3 separate regions of the Mus musculus genome follow, and all the other regions are linked to region 1. The links are chromatin contacts, called in public ChIA-PET and HiChIP or PLAC-seq maps. All regions are on one chromosome and are shown on one strand. The core of a region is the stretch at or near the end of the contact, and the rest is flanking DNA. Distances in the headings are between cores, read along the strand shown. Region 1 overlaps Camkk2 (calcium/calmodulin-dependent protein kinase kinase 2, beta). Region 2 has its middle 11 kb from the start of Morn3. Region 3 overlaps Pptc7 (PTC7 protein phosphatase homolog).

What was found. ChIA-PET counts read pairs in DNA pulled down with a chosen protein or histone mark. HiChIP or PLAC-seq counts read pairs in DNA pulled down with a chosen protein or histone mark.
Region 2: an RNA polymerase II ChIA-PET map of memory CD8 T cells shows a contact between it and region 1, with 7 read pairs. The contact joins two enhancer-like sites. A contact is called at or near these places in 2 of 484 Hi-C or Micro-C datasets (both in embryonic stem cells) and 1 of 115 datasets of contacts at active chromatin or transcription factors (memory CD8 T cells).
Region 3: an H3K27ac HiChIP or PLAC-seq map of cardiomyocytes shows a contact between it and region 1, with 3 times the contacts expected there. The contact joins two enhancer-like sites. A contact is called at or near these places in 1 of 484 Hi-C or Micro-C datasets (CD4 T cells), 1 of 115 datasets of contacts at active chromatin or transcription factors (cardiomyocytes) and 1 of 9 other capture datasets (embryonic stem cells).

Annotation. Positions count from the first base shown.
Region 1 is chr5:122,730,701-122,733,840 of GRCm38.p6, forward strand. Camkk2 (calcium/calmodulin-dependent protein kinase kinase 2, beta) reads right to left here. Exons shown (of 17, transcript NM_001199676.1): 17 at 470-3,140. Among named protein-coding and RNA genes, the nearest start is that of P2rx4, 25 kb to the left of the region's middle. Within about 2 kb of position 1,396, at least 141 of the 459 cell types and tissues checked have an H3K27ac peak or open chromatin away from gene starts, as enhancers often do. A contact at or near this core is called in memory CD8 T cells, where this site is marked.
Region 2 is chr5:123,056,805-123,059,801 of GRCm38.p6, forward strand. No RefSeq gene overlaps it. Among named protein-coding and RNA genes, the nearest start is that of Morn3, 11 kb to the left of the region's middle. Within about 2 kb of position 1,272, at least 361 of the 459 cell types and tissues checked have an H3K27ac peak or open chromatin away from gene starts, as enhancers often do. A contact at or near this core is called in memory CD8 T cells, where this site is marked.
Region 3 is chr5:122,309,168-122,312,270 of GRCm38.p6, forward strand. All of the region lies in intron 2 of Pptc7 (PTC7 protein phosphatase homolog), which reads left to right. Among named protein-coding and RNA genes, the nearest start is that of Pptc7, 26 kb to the left of the region's middle. Within about 2 kb of position 1,729, at least 45 of the 459 cell types and tissues checked have an H3K27ac peak or open chromatin away from gene starts, as enhancers often do.

The DNA of each region.
Region 1 (3,140 bases), core at 146-2,645:
CTTTTAGGTAGCATCTCACTATGCAGCCCAGAATGGCCTTGAACTTGGGATCCTCCTGCCTCCACTTCCCAAGTACTGGGATTACAGGCGTGTGTACCACACCCATATTTCTGAAACAAGGATTGGGACTTTTCAGATTTCGCCTCCTGTCCCCCTCTGATGGCAGAGAGTAAGGCTTGGAGCCTGTTCAAACAATGCCCGGCCTCGGGACATGTCTCCTGTGATGACAGCCACTCCCAGCTGCTTACCTAGCCAACCTCACAGAGTCCGCCCCTTACCTCCTTCACACTTCAACCTTTGGGCTGCTGGCTCACCCAGGAGCAGTTTACATGGCGGGGTGGGGGTGGGGGATGAGCTGTGAGCTCTGGGCATCTGACTTGCTGTCAACGTTAAGGGAAGGAATACCAGTGTAAGCAGAAACGCTGCAAAGGACCAGGTACCAACCAAAGAACCCCCGAGAGGCCCGGGCTTTGCACCATTTTGCTGTCTGTTTATTTCAAGTTTACACAGAAGCTTGATCACCTGTGGAAAAACAACCGAAAGCTCATCTTTTTTAAGTTCATGTTCTTGTAAGTGATAAATACACAGTATTTAACTTTATACACCTGATAAAAAGGGAAATGCATAGTAGAGAGGTCACGGGGAGTCAAACAGAAGCGGAGGGCACTGGTCACCAAATATAAAAGTCCCAAGTCCCACGAAACTCGAACCCACAGAGCTGGAGAAGACAGAAACCAACAATCTTCCCTAGCACCTTGGGAGCCAATGGAGGCTGTGGTTGGCAATGTAAAGTGCGCCCCCTGGAGGATGGGCGAGAGTTGCAGGCCTAACCTGGTGTCAACTTGCACAGATGTTATCCTGCGCCTAGAAAGGTTCAAGGATAAGGATTCTGTCCCCTGGAAAGGCCAGACCCTGGGAGGTGGCCTATGCAGCCCCAAGGGAGAACAAGGGGCTCTGTAAGGTGTTCTGGGAGCCTATGAGACGCATGGGGGGAGGCAATAAAGACAGAAAGAGAGGAACGAGGCTTGTGCTTTCAAGGCCAAGCTGCTTACACGCGAATCACGGGTGAACCAGCCATGGAAGGAATTGTGGGCAGCCCATCTGCCCACAGAGAAAAGCCACTCTGCCCGGCTCCTCTCCTCACTAATGATACTTTTGAAAAACAATTATTTGTGCTCTAATGCTCTAGTTATGGCTGGACCTCTTACACTTTCCACGGCAGCTGGGCAGGATGGGGGTGGGGGGAGGGGGACGGGGGGGGGGGGAGTCACTCCTTTCCACAGCTTTCTTTGGTGTTTCTTTAAGAAAAAAAGTTACCCATGCAGACCTCTCGATTCCTTCTTCCTGAGCAGCTGGTGGCTGCGTGATTGCCGACAATCTTAAGACATCCTGTCGAGAGAAACCACGGCATTGCCCAGAGGGGTTGTGTAAACACAAGAATTCTGCAGAGCTCTGTATCACGCCTACCCTACTCGGGCAGGCCGCTCAGCGTCCAGGCAGACGAGCTGGGACCAAGCTGTATGACCTGTTGGCTTTAACCATAAGGTGGCTATTGCAAACTAACGGAATGCCATCTGTGGCCAGAAAGGGTGGAGCTACTGGGCTGTTTCTCCTTCAATTTTAAAAAGGGAAAAGTGACAGGAAGTCCTTGGTCACACAGACCCTCCCCACACTGCAGTCTGTACCTGGATCCTAACTGCTTATGTGACAGCAGGGATAGCGGCTAGACCACAGTAAAGAGCTTAACAAACCATACGGAAGGAAGCCAGGAGGGCCTGGCCTCCGCACAGGCCAGAAGTCGGTTGTCTGGGCCCCATGACTGACTGGCAAGACAGCCACTACCAAAGCACTGGAAACCAGTCTGGAAGCCCCCCTTTAACTTCCTGTTTGCTTCTGTGTCCCTGGGTCATCACACCCAAACTTCAACCAAACTTCCAATATTGGTTGAAAGTCAAAAAGGTTCCTATTGGCTCTCTAGGTTTCTGGCTACAGGAAAAAAACAAAAAACAACAACAACAACAAAAAAAAACCCGAAAGCCCTTTGCCCTGAGGAACACTCTGGGGTTTGACACTTTGCTCTACAATGGCACCCTGATGTCACTGATATCACACTACAGCTTTGCTCCTAAGCTGAGTGACAAGTCTTGCCTAAGTGGCCCACAGGGAAACTGATGTTTCATTGTACCGACCAGACATTCTGGAAAAGGAAAGAAAGTTTACAGTCTCTAGAATACACAGGCAATAAACAAACGCAGCTGCTAATATACAGGCACAGGTCTCACCGGCTCTCGGTCCCTGTCACACAGCCGCACAGAGGGACACCCATCCTGGAAGCTCCAACCTTTGGAACTTGTGAACCTCTCCGGAGTTCTGGCTAGTCAGAGACTTGGAAACATCTCTTGAGCTGTAAGCCATGTAATGTACATGAAAGAGCAGATTCCAACCTGAAGTTGTTGGGTTTTTTTTTTTTTTGTTTTTGGTTGTTTTTTTTTTTTTTTTTTTTGCCAATTTACAAAGAGAATTAGCTTAGCTGACAATCTCAGAAACCCAGTTGGAGCAGCTAACATGAAGTGTGTTCAGCCTCCAGACAGACCTCTACCACCACAGCTGAGGAATGCTCGCATTCAGGGGTGCAAAGTACCCCTCGAGCATTTCAACTGCAAGCCCTTGTAGTTTTCCTGACTATAATTATACCCATTAAAAAAAACACACACACACACTTAAAAAGTCCTCATTACAAATAAATGACATGGAAGTTCCCTGCAGCTACTGAGGGCTAGCCCTGTCTTTCCATGATCCTGGAAGGCGCCCAGGCATGGGGTTTGTACGTGGGTCACACCGATCCTTCTAATCCGCCCCCCCCCCCCCAGTGTAGCCCCAGCCGGCAGGACTCGCCCCACGTGATTCTCCACGCAGCTCAAACCCCACACACATTCACCTGGTACATCTGACATGGTTCTGAATTCACAATGGAGGGGGCGGGTTTTTGTTTGTTTGTTTGTTTTTGGCATTAAAAACATTTTAAAAAGCAATTGTCCCAAAATGCATGTTGGTTTCGGTTTGCAACTCCTCACACCCGCCGGTCCGGCCAGCCAGCGGCCAAAGTCGACGACATGGAGTCAAGTCCTTTTTTTTTTCTT
Region 2 (2,997 bases), core at 22-2,521, 330 kb after region 1:
ACAGATGGTTGTGAGCCACCTTGTGGTTGCTGGGATTTGAACTCAGGACCTCTGGAAGAGCAGTCAGTGCTCTTAACCACTGGGCCATCTCTCCAGCCCCCTAAGTACTCAATTTAAAAAAGCATTTTACACCAAGCATGGTGGTAAGTTTAGCACTTGGGAAAACAAGGCAGAAGTATAAATTCAAGGACACCCTGGCCTTCAGGGGAAACCCTACCTCAAAAGACAAAAAAAAAAAGAAAAAAGAAAAAAGAAAGAAAGAAAGAAAGAAAGAAAGAAAGAAAGAAAGCAAGCAAGCAAGCAACAACAACGACAACAACCACCACCCAAAAGCTGAGGAGACCGCTCAGTGGAGAGAGCTGTTACTGTATGGTTGTGGCACCTGTCAATAGTTAAATCTGATGGCTTATGGCTTAGGCAGGAAATAGGAGGTAGGACATCTGGGAGAGAGAAAGAATTCTGGGATAGAGCCAGGCACGAGGTCCACCTGGGAGGATGCATGGAACCTGAGCACAGGTAACCAGCCATGGGGCAGAATATAGATTAAAATTAGTGGGTTATCATAAGTTATGATTCTAGTCAGAGAAGAGCCTAGCTCTATGGCCAAGGTATTTGGAAATCTGTTTTGAGTCTGAGTCTTATTTCTGGGAACACGGGACCGGGAGGAAGAATCGACCCTTATATCTACAGCTCAGTGGTTAGAGCATTGGCTGCTCTTCCAGACAACCTGGGTTCTGTTCCCAGCACCCACATGGCAGGCAACAACCGTCTGTTACTCCAGTTCCAGGTGCTCTGACTCCCTCTTCTGGATTCCCCTGGCACAAGGAACACACCCCCAAAACAGTCATACACAAAAATATTAAACAAAACATTTTGTTGTATTTAGCCAACCACACTATGCGAACTTACATTTCTACCAAGAATCATAGTGAATTTTTAAATAACAATAAAATAAAATTATAAGTCAAAACCACAATCAGAACTAGATTCTAGCTCTTTAAAAGCGGGATTGTGGGGAACGGGGCTACAAACAGGATGGTGTGGCTGACGTCATGAATTTCGGGGGGCTTTAAATGCGCATGCGTTAGGCTCGCTTCACACACGCGATCTTCCTGCACGCAGTGCGCGTGCGCACGGCGAAGGAGCCCCGCCGGCTTAATTTTTTTTTAGGTGGGAGGAGCCAGTCGCGGGAGTTCTCGAGACCTACCTGCTCCCGCGGAATTACCCGTCCTAGCCCCTCTGCACATGCGCAATCACCAACACGCGTCTGGGAGGTCTCTGAAAGGCGGGCCCGAGGTTGCGCCTGCGCTCTGGGTACTCTTCGCGGAAGTGAGTGGGAGATGGGGGTGGGAATCGCGCTTCCACGCGGAACCGACGGAGGGCGAGCCTGAGTGTGCGGCTAGGGTTCGTGACTCCTCCAGTGCCGCCCTTCCTAGTCACGTGAAGACTGGACTGTGGACACAGAAATTATTTTTCTAATTTAAAGATTCTTACATAATTACCCATGTCTACGTGAAGGAACTGTTTTTTCTTTCAATTTTGTGTTTCTGGGACTAGTACAATGTATCAGTCCAGGCAGGCCTCGAACCCCAATCTTCTTCCTTCAGCTTCCCGAACGCCAGGATTCTCAGGCGGAAAAGTTTAGTTTTGGATTTATCCCTAATCATTTCTTAGCCTTTTTTTTTAAGAATGCTTGAAACATCACGAAGCATTTTAGGAATCATGCACGGTAGCTCGGGCTCAGAGGGAGGAGAATCACTCGGGAGTTCAAGATCCTCAGCTACACAGGGAGCTGAGAGGCCAGGGCTCAAAGCAGAACTCACTTCGGATGCCTCCGAGTGTTCGGAGAGATTACCAAGAATTATTAGTAAGTGGTTCTTGTCTGTTAGGCAGATTTATTGCATAAAGGCTAGCAAAGAAGTCTGCATAGAATTATGTGTGGCTTTTGTGTCCTGAAGGTGGTTGGTTCATTTGTTTCCATAAACAAGTATGGAAAGCGGATAGTGTTCAATATATGAAGACTGTTCTGATGGCTGGGGACACCAAGAAGCCTGTAGTTCAGCCCCAGTTCTTAAAGGGTTCTTGTGGGAAGGTCACGTGGTTCAGATGTAGAGGCAGTCTTGGAGGTAGCTGTGGGAGCACCTTGACATCTGCTGGGTGACGTCTGTGCACTTCAGAGACTGTCCAGTCAATACAGTCGTGCTGGACTTGGGGAGAGGAAGTCTAGATGCCAGAAGAGGAGATTAGGACCAAAGTGGAGGGTGAGAGACCATGTGTGTTCCTGAACATTGAGGGGTGGTAGGGAATGAGGCAGGAAGCGACTGTTAGACCAAAATCGCCTACTTCAAAAGGGAGAAGTTAGTAAAACTCTCTAAGGAAGATTATTTACGGGTTTACGATTTATTCATCCGTGTCTGTGTGCATGTGTAAGTTGCACCCATGTAGTGGTATGAGCGTGACATTCAGTACACAAGTCTACAGAGCTCTCTCTTTCCAACATGCAAGTCTCAGTGTTTGAACTCAGAGCCTTGGGCCTGGTGGCGGATCTCCTCTTACCCGCTGAGCCTCCTCTCCACCCCAACTCCCCAAGAAAGTCTTGAAATGGTACATTCTTGGGCCAGAATCTCTTGAGGCTGATGAGAGGTATGACTCCTAATCACTGTTCTAAAACGCTGGAAGGGTAGGGATTCTTGGACTCCCTGAAGAAGTTGCTCAGGTCCCGTCTCCCTCAGTTATATATGCCTTGAGGAAGAGGGGTTTATAAGAGTGTTAGGCCAAGAGAATAAACTTCAAGAATAGCACAGAAAAATAATTGAAAAGGAAGCTCTTAAATGTATCCAAAAAATCCACTTTGTAGTAGAATACGTGGGACAGACTGGTTTCATGGACTTGCTCACTTATATTTTGCCCTGGACCCTGACAAATTATGAAGTAGATATTGTTTTTTAATCTCCCAAAGGCTGCCTACATTATACTACTACAACCTTGAAGGATCTA
Region 3 (3,103 bases), core at 479-2,978, 420 kb before region 1:
CCTAGAGCAGCCAGTTACAGCGCAGATGTCCTGCTTTTTCTTCTTGTTTTCTTTTCTTTTCTTTTCTTTTCTTTTCTTTTCTTTTCTTTTCTTTTCTTTTCTTTTCTTTTTTCTCTTCTCTTCTCTTCTCTTCTCTTCTCTTCTCTTCTCTTCTCTTCTTTTCTTTTCTTTCCTTCTTTCTTTTCTCTCTCTCTCTCTCTCTCTCTCTCTCTCTCTCTCTCTCTCTCTCTTTTGCTGCCTAAAAGATTGGGGGGGGCATTTCTTTCCTTCCCATTTACCCAAGGTAACAGCGATAGTAAATTTAAGGACATAATTGAGGTTTACTTATAATGCTGGGATTATTGTCGCTTCTAAAGCCCACTGAAACGATCCTTTGTCACCATATTTGGTGCACACAGACCGCCCTGACCTAACCCACACCCCTCCACAGCGTTTGCAACTAAATTGGAGCAGATCTAGCAGACTGATCTACAGAACCCTGGTTGGGTATAACAGTAAACACAGTGGTTAGAATGTGCTTTTACTTTTAGTGAATGTCATGTACATGCATGCTTGTGGTGTCCAGGGGAAGATGCTGAATCCCTTGGAGCTGGAGGGACACAGATGTTGGCAGCCACTCCATGTGGGTGCTGGGGATGAAACGCCATCCCCCTGGAAGAGCTAAGGTGCTCTTAACCACTGAGACATCTCCCTAGCTTGTCTTTGCTTTCTAATTCAGCAATTGTTAAAAAGTTTACAAAGTGGATCACAGGGCCCCCAATGGAGGAGCTAGAGAAAGTACCCAAGGAGCTGAAGGGATCTGAACTAACCAGTATACCTCCCCACCCCCACCCCCGGAGCTCGTGTCTCTAGCTGCATATGAATCAGAAGATGGCCTAGTCGGCCATCAGTGGAAAGAGAGGCCCATTGGTCGTGCAAACTTTATATGACTCAGTACAGGGGAACGCCAGGGCCAAGAAGTGGGAGTGGGTGGGTAGGAGAGTGGGTGGGGGAGCATGTGGGGGACTTTTGGAATAGCATTGGAAATGTAAATGAAATAAATACCCGGGCTGGTGAGATGGCTCAGCAGTTAAGAGCACTGACTGTTCTTCCGAAGGTCCTGAGTTCAAATCCCAGCAACCACATGATGGCTCACAACCATCTGTACAGCTATAGAGTACTCATAAACATAACATAAAATAAATAAATCTTTGGGGAAAAAAAAGAAATAAATACCCAATTAAAAAAAAAAGTTTACAAAGCAAAAAATACTCTAGAGGGCAAGCCTTTATTGTTGACATAAGTGTCCTCAGAAACCCTTAAATACATTAGTAAGTTCTTAAGAATCCAAAGGGTTGCTGTCATGGTACCTTTTAATTCCAGCATTTGGGCAGTAGAAGCAGGTGGATCTCTGAGTCGGAGACCAGCCTGGCCTACAGAGAAAGTTTCAGGCCAGCCAGGGCTACACAATGAGTCCTTGCCTTAAAAAAATAAAAATAAAAAAATAAAAAAAATGAGCCGGGCGTGGTGGTGCACACCTTTAACTCTAGCACTCGGGAGGCAGAGGCAGAGGCAGGTGAATTTCTGAGTTCAAGGACATCAGACAGCCAGGGCTACACAGAGAAACCTTGTCTCGAAAAGGCAAAAGAAAAAAAAAAATGGGTCTTGCAGCTGGGGCTGCAGCTTGGTAGTAGAGCAGGGCTCGAGCATGCACGGTGCCTTCAGTGGCAGCCCCAGAGGAGAAAGGAAGCTGAGGTGTCAGACCTAATAAGGTTGTTTGGCTGAGTGCTAAAAATAATTACACTCAAACCTGAGAGAGTTCTCAGCCACCTGCGGACATGGATCAGTCATCTGAGCATCCGACCCTCCTCGTCTTCACACAGGTGAAGTGGAAGTGGAAGCCGCCAGGCTGTGTATGCCTCCCTTCATTGTTCCTGCTCTGGCTATTGAACGCCCCACTGGGGGCTTTCACAAGGACCATTTGATTCCGAGGGGGCATGAAATGGTGGCTTGAGGTTTTCACCCCGAGTCATCGGGTGTTTCCTGAGGAGGAGCTCCAAGGCTCTGGCCTTTCTCAGGCTCAGGATTTAATTTCATCAGCTCCCAGAAGATCTTTTGTGTGGCCGTTTTGTAACGTTGAGTAGCTGGAGGCTTTTAGGAAGGAGAGCTGACTGCACAGCAAGCCATAGAGCAGGTTCTGACAGCGCCCCTGGCAGGCACAGCACCCACATTTTCCCTGTCGTAGGCATCAGTCCGCCTCAGAGTATAAGGAAGTATACTGCTGGACAGTACTGATTCTTTACATTAAAGTGGGTTCTTTCTTTCGTTTGCTCTTTCTTTCTCCCCCCCCCTCTCTCTTTCTTTCAAAGATTTATTTATTTTATTTATATGAGTACATTGAGTCCGTTTTCAGACACACCAGAAGAGGGCATTGGCTCCCATTACAGATGGTTGTGAGCCACCGTGTGGCTGCTGGGAATTGAACTCAGGACCTCTGGAAGAGCAGTCAGTTCTCTTAACCGCTGAGCCATCTCTCCAGCCCAAATTATGTCTTTTCACTGGGACGAGATAAGAAATACTGGAATCCCACTGAGAAACTGGTGACTGTAGTCGCTGCACCTCTGTGTCCCTCCTGTGTCTGCACAGGGGAGAGCTTGTGGTTTTGAGTGTGCTCTGCCTCCACCCCGGGTAAAGCAGGTGCATAGAAACTCTCTCCACAGCTGGCTGGAGGCAGCTCGGGCCTAGAGATGCTGAGAGGCTGAGAGGCCTGCTCCTGATGCGCAGCTGGAGAGCAGTGCCCTGGGATTAACTGAGTGTTTCCACAGTCAGCTTGCTTAGCTTTTTTCTTTTCTTTTTTAAAGAGACAGCGTCTCAGAGGCCTCAGCTGGCCTCAGACTCAGCGTGGCTGGGGATGACCTTGAGTTTCTCAGCCTCCTTCCTGCCTTCCTGTCCTGAGTACTGGGCTCCAAGCACTCCATGTGCTTTGCGTGATGCTGAGGAGTGAGCTCAGGATGCGGGCCATGCTCAGGGAGCACTCAGGCAGCTGGATGACAGCTCAAGCCAATACTTTCTTAACAATAAATTTATTTATCTACCGTATGCATATATGCGTGTGCCTGAGTGT